Regions from separate parts of the Mus musculus genome. Here region 2 is linked to region 1. Evidence: chromatin contacts called from public promoter capture Hi-C data. All regions are on one chromosome and are shown on one strand. The core of a region is the stretch at or near the end of the contact, and the rest is flanking DNA. Distances in the headings are between cores, read along the strand shown. Region 1 holds the start of Sla (src-like adaptor). Region 2 has its middle 190 kb from the start of Zfat.

Region 1 (3,379 bases), core at 277-2,776:
ATGTCCATGGCAGCATAGTCTGGCCTCTTCCTTCCTTATTACCCAACCCCCATCGAGGTCTTGATTGGCTTGTGTTTTTATTTTGCAAGGGGTGTGTTAATACAAGCATTCACTGCATTGATATACACAGGAATCTCCCAGCCAGCGCCTCTCTCTCTCTCTGTCTCTCTCTCTCTGTCTCTCTCTCTCTGTTTCTGTCTCTCCTCCTCCTCCTCCCCCTCCTTCTTCCTCTGCACCCTCTACTACTCTCCAGGTTCCCAGGACATATTCTTCCTCATCTGCCAGACATTCCATTCCTATTCTGGCCTCTATATCTCCTCCTTATTCTTAGATGTCCATACTCTATGGTTGTCTCTTCTTCCCATGCAGGTCTCAACCCAAAAGATCCCTCTGCTAGGCTGTCATTGTCCACTCCTAAGGTATGTCTCACTTTCTCCTGCTTCCTTTTTAGCCCTCTGGCTCTGCTTTCCTTAGCTTGCTTCTCAAGACCCGCAGTGCTTAGTGCATTTGCTTACGCATCATTGCTATCCGAGTGAGCTCTATCTGGGTCCTCAGAACTTTCTCCCAAAGCCAAAAAGACCTCAGCAATGGGGTAGTTAATAAACCCCTGAGGGTGCATACATGAGTCACACATGAACCACTATTCATTAATTACTACAGAGATACAAGACCATGGCCAACCTTCTATCACATGAGGCAGAATTAGAGTCAAGTGTGTAACAAAATATTCTGCTATTGTTTTCTTTTAAAAATTGCAAGAGAAAATATGATTGTGATGCTGTGATGACAATATACTAGTGATTCTAGCCTGACTGGCACTCTGTGTCATCACTCAAAAAATACTTTCTTAATATGTTGAGGGTAGTGAGTCCACCTGTCTTAGCTCTAGGGAGAGCCTCTGAAGCACTAGATGAGGAAACATGGGATGTTGGGCTCTGAGGCTCTGGGTCTCAGTGAGGATGGGGAGGGTCACAGAATGTTAGGTAGGGCATCCTAGAGCTGGAGCCCCACAGAGTCCCTCCCTGGTGGGAGCAGTCTCCATTCTTAGATGTGTGGAAGGTAGACAGGGCTCACTGTGCTATCTAGAAGCTATGGTATCCTCAGCTCTGACTGGCTAAGCAACTTGTCTTGATCACATGGTCAAAACCAGGGATCAGCATGAGAATTTGGGGTAGTGGCACCCCTTTCTAAGAAATCTCTCTCTCTCTCTCTCTCTCTCTCTCTCTCTCTCTCTCTCTCTCTCTCTCTCTCTCTCTCCATCTCTTCATCTCTCTGTCACACACACACACACACACACACACACACACACACTAAGGATTCCTGCATCCGCCTCTTACTGTGAGCAGCTAGCAAGGATTTGATGCTGCTGCACCAGGGCTCATGCCAGCGACTTGGCTGCCAGGTGCAGCTTTCCAACTCTCAGACACCCCCCCCCCAGGCCCCCAATGCACCTGTTCTTGAATGAGGCCAACTCCTAGCCAAGCCCAGGGCACAAGAAAGCTACACTAAGCTTTGGGATTTTCTTGTCTTATTCAGAGATGCTTGGAGTGGAAGCAGAACTGTGAATCTTGGAACAAAACTGCTTTTGATAATGCAAATTTAGTCCTGGTTAATGCAGACAGACTGTCAACTTCAGCAGTCAGGAGAAGGGAGGGGGCTAACTCCTCATCTCAGAGACCAGTGAAGAATTTCAATAGAATGCTTCGACTTCCGAAATAAGATCATTCTAAGCAAGCGGAGGCTTTCTACCTTCCCAGGAATCCATGTGACCCCCATGCTCTGCAGGTATGTCTCTGGGTGTCATGAGGACTCTTTGGGTGGACCATGGTGGCCTGGGTGGCAGGGGTGAGAGTCTCCAGGATTTGATGAAGTCCTTCTTACCCACCCTTTTTCATCTAAGGTAATTTGATGGTCTCTGCTGAGGGGATGGCTGGTCCTGAGGTCTAAACAAGGGCTAGGAGGCACCTATTCCTTCCCTGGATGGTGTGTATTTGTGGGCTGGCCTCCAGTTGCCATTTCCACAGCTGCTATGAGGAAGAAATGTGTGTGTCTGTTTCAGTGTCTATGTGCACTTATGCTGTGATTTGGAAAACTGTCCTGAGGTCAGATGATTCAGTGGCTATAAGTTCATTGTATTTCTTCTTGGTACCAGGGCCATTAACTATATTACTAATGAGTTAAGTATAAAAATATCTATCATTTATTCAGGTCCAACTCTTTTCTTGACAGTGGAGTATGTTTATGGTCTCTGGGCATATTTAGCAGGATCTCTGAAAGTTCTCCCGATTTGCAGATAGAGAAACTAAGTCTCAGGTTCTGGGAAATGCAAAGGCTTTGGACTACAGTCAGAAGACACCGAGGGCTTTCCTGGTTTTCTAACAGAAGGCCATGGGAGGAGATCTGTTCTATTCCCACTCACTTGTCACCCAGCTGCAGTGCCACTGCGGGTACTGATCCCCATCCTACCTCTTGTCTTCAGGCTGTGATGCTCGCCTCTCCACATAGCATGCATATATCCATTCCCGTATGCTTGGCTTGTTGATTATCTGTTTTGATCTGGCCATTACCTCTTAGAGGGCAGAAATTCAATTGGTAGACATGTCCACCATAGCCAGCCCTACACCTGGAACACCATAAGTGACTGATCCACTGTCATTAGCAAGTAGGTGCTATTATATACTCGTGCTGCTGTGTGTCCTGCTCAGCTAGACATGGTGATTCCCTGGGTTTAGGGTCTCAGAAATAACCCCAAATAAAATAAGACCTGTGAAGCTTAAGGAGAGAGAACAGCACATGTTCTAGGAGAGGAAACAGAACATGTTACACCCTTAAGCCTAGCTAAGGAACACCAAATACATGGAATTGGTATGCCCATTCAAGGTGACCAGGGAGGGAATAGAAGGGAGTAAATTCAGATTGCATTAAACAGCTCTCTGGGGGTCACTGTCAGGATACAGCTTTGACTCCTGGAGAGAGTACTGGCTAATAGAAGACTTGTAGATCGAGAGAAAGTGAGGTGAATCCTGATGCCACCATTGCTAAGCCTGAGAATATGCATGCACTGGGAGGATTGTGGTGGGTATGTGAGTTTGAGTGTGGACACAGGTGGCCGCAGCAGTTCCCTATGAACTAAGAATGAGAGCTACAGGCATCTAAGGGAAGATGCTCAGCAGTCTGTTGGCTCTGGAAGCAGTCTGGGCTGAAGTGGGGGAAAGTCTGAATGGATAGCTAGGCTGGAGGTGTATGCTCCCTCACATCAGGGACTGGTATAGAGAGCAGGGCTCTGGCTTTCTATCAAACACTGCTCCACCATTCCATTCCGTCTTCTAGGTAAGCAGTGACCAGGTGTGCTCACCAGACACAAGAGTACACAAGAACT
Region 2 (3,379 bases), core at 618-3,117, 1.2 Mb before region 1:
AGGAGAGGAACTGAGGGTTCTGCTGGAGAAGTTGAGGCTGCAGGCCGATTGTGGACAGGCCCTCCTACACAAGGCCAAGAGGAGATTAGAATTATTATTTTTTATGTGGGAAAGGAAGTGGTTAGGGGTTGAGCAGCCCTGCCATGGGTGTTCCTTCACTACTGCCAAGGCTCTGGAGCTGTGACCCCAGCCACTGAAGTGATTTGACATGGCTTTGTGTCCTGGCTGGGAAAGAAAATGTCAGTGCTGCTCACAAAGTCAAGGTGGGACCCTGTAGAGTGTCGTGCTTCAGGGCTGGCTGAGAGCTGCCCACAGCAAGCTCGGACAGAAAGGTTTAATATCCCTTTCCTCTTCACACTCTTCTTCAGGAAGAGTGAAATAGCATCTCATCTATGCCCAAGCTTGTCACCATCACAGGACCAAGCATTCTCCTTACTTCTTCAGTGGGAATGAGCCACAGGTGGTAAGCTGGGGTCCTAGGCTTCCAGAATATAAGAGGTGAATGTACCTCTGTCCAAGGGACAGTCCGTGGTCTCCAGCACTCCAGCCCTTCCCCAACCCTGCAGTACATCTTCACAGCTGCCAGCCAGGCCCAAGGCCAACATTCCCTTGCTATTTCCTTAGCTGGCAGGCTTTCCTGTTTTTGCCTTGTCCTTTGTGCGGACAATGGGGCCCGTGAAAGCCCAACTAGGTCAGATGGCTTCTCTACTCACCATTGTCCCATGGCTCCCCCTTCCTGAGGAGCACAGAATCCTGAAGTTGTCTTGTTCCTAGGGATGCTCTTTGACCACAGCTATCCCTGATTATCCTGTAGCAAAACGGCAATGCTGCCCACCCACCTCTGACTCTATCTCCATCAGCCTTCATCTCTGCCTTTATTTTTCACCTGTCTCTCTATAGCATGACTGGCCCCTGACCAGAATGTGTGGACCAAGAAGGTTCTGCTTTGCTCACTACTCAGCTGCATAGCAGCACAGCACCTAGAATACTGTTTCACATGTATCTGTTAGGTACATGGAGAAGAGATGAAGGCACTAACGTAATGTATGAGACCTGGTCTGATATGTGATGTCCACTGTATTCCCTGACTCCTCAAGACTTCATCAATAGCTCACCTGTCTTTCTACCCCATAGCCTGAGCTTTATAAGTTGTGTGCTACTCTGAGTTTTAAGTCCTGCCATGGAATGATCACAGAGAAAGAGAGGCTGCCCTTTGGCTGCATCACTGGACACTGGAGCCACAGACCAGGTCTCTGCAGTCTTCCCCATGGGGACCACATAACCACCACCATTCCAGAGTGCCCGTTTCAATTTGAGAAGAACACAACAGCGGCAGGGTATATGTCGTGTACCTCTTTTCAGCCAAAGGATGGGAAGTCTGCCCAGAGTTTACTGGGACAAATAGTCCTCAGAATGGGGATTGGAAAAATGGAATAATATGCATCCATTGTCCTCACCACACACTGCACTTCAGAGTGCACAGGCTTTGCTGAAAGCTAGCTTACGGAGAAGACAAGATTGCTGTGTGCAGTGCAGGAGGTAATCTCTCTGTATCCCAGGGGATGACTCCATCTGTCCTTCCTCCCCCGCGGCAGGGCCAGCCTGCGGAGACAATGGGAGGGAGGATAAATGGCCACATTGTAACTTATTTGATTTTGGATGGGTGGAAGGAAAGGCTTGATGTAGGGTGTCAGTGTCTGACATGAGCATGTCAGGCGCTGTGTGATGAGATAGGCAGGCACTTTTGGTTCCAGGCAGAGAGAAGGACAGGCGGGCACCCCTCCAAGGGGGTCACAGTAGGGACCAAGTGCTGGAAGCAGGGAGTGTGGGAGGATGCTGAACGGGGTCATTTAGTCACAACATGAATATTAATGAATGGCTATGAAACACACATGGAGCCCAGCCATGGAGTTCAGCACCATTCAGCTCCTGACTCTTCTTTGCACTGTGATAATAAAAGCTCCATTCGGCTGAGGATGGGGAGAACACCAAGATGACTCGCATTTCCTCTTAATCATCTCCAGGGATAAAACATGAACTGCCCATGTTGTGTTCTTAGCTGCCAGAGGCACTCCAATGGGATGGGATAGCTTCCTTTCCAGTGGCATCATTTTTTTTTTTTGGTCTATGTCTCTTATGTCCAGTTATTCTCAATGCCTGAAGGACAATCTTTGCCCTTTTGCTCTGGTGTGCCTTACTCTTGCAGGTCCCTGGTACGTGAAGCTGCTTGGCATTAAAATTTTCCAGAGCTGGTGATATAGCCTTTACTCTCACTCTTTCTGTGCAAGGAATAATATTCACAACTCCGATCTCTTGATATAATGTGTTGTTGGTAAAATGGAAGGGAAAGAGAGAACAGGATGCCTTTTGTTTATTTCAAACACCCCCCACCCAGCCAAATCAACACAAAATGGAAGGAATAGTCTGTTCTGCTGATAAACATTATTGTAACTTCTCATGAGTATATAGGGACATCCTTGTGGATGGATAATCAGAAACTGAAGTTCCCATTTAAGGTTGGGTCTCATACATACCTGCCTTTCTTTCTTTGTCTTCAGTACATTGATACCTTCCTGATGCTCCAGTTCCCAGGCGGTTTAGCTTCTCTGACCTCCAGGTTCTCTCCACTTACAGCTCCATTTTCTTTATCTCTTCTTTTCAGAACCCCACCTTTATTGATAAAACTTTGCTGGATCAAATGGCTCCCCACCTAATAGAGCTTACCTTCCTAACAGGGGTGCTCCTTTCTCAGCTGCAGAGACTCTGTACCCAGAGGGAACCAAGTCTTAGACTCTGCGGGAGCTTAGCCCTAATTCTTACTTCGTGGCTTTTTTAGTGGAATCCAGGAGAGCACTTAGCTACTGAGATATCATCAGAGGCAGACAAATGAAACTAGAATTAGATATATTAGGGAGTGTGCCCATGATGACTTCTAAGCTCTCTACCCCATACCATACTTGTGTGAATGGCTTTGGGGTTCTGAGGTTGTCAGTTAACAGATTATCCTGCTTCTTGTGGCTCAGATTTATCTCTTTACAGTTTATTCTGCCCCTTCAATGTAGCACCTGTGATATTCAGACTTCTCTCCTTCTGCACTCCTTTCTCAGCAGCCTCCAGTGTGTGTCTTTATGACCAGTGATGGCGAGGCAGGTGGGGACCTGTGTAGAGTGCTGATAGCAGATACCTGTCCTAGTTTGATGAGGTTAGTGATATGGTTCAAGGCACTGAGCTCCTCTTGGAGAGGTAACTGTTGTGGATTGCCCTGGTGCAATTTGTATTTTATGCTAATTCTACTTCCTTAAGAGGGACTGCCCCATAAGGAGGGGACCACATACTCGGGTGATTTTATGTGAACCTTCTCCCCATTTAAACTGGTCCA

Evidence for each region. Promoter capture Hi-C pulls out the DNA fragments that hold promoters and counts their contacts.
Region 2: a promoter capture Hi-C map of hippocampal neurons shows a contact between it and region 1, with 2.6 times the contacts expected there. A contact is called at or near these places in 4 of 39 promoter capture datasets (the 3T3-L1 cell line, hippocampal neurons and liver) and 1 of 9 other capture datasets (embryonic tail).

What each region holds. Positions count from the first base shown.
Region 1 is chr15:66,829,976-66,833,354 of GRCm38.p6, reverse strand. Sla (src-like adaptor) reads left to right here and starts at 1,526. Exons shown (of 9, transcript NM_009192.3): 1 at 1,526-1,785. All of the region lies in intron 43 of Tg (thyroglobulin), which reads right to left.
Region 2 is chr15:68,069,834-68,073,212 of GRCm38.p6, reverse strand. No RefSeq gene overlaps it. Among named protein-coding and RNA genes, the nearest start is that of Zfat, 190 kb to the left of the region's middle.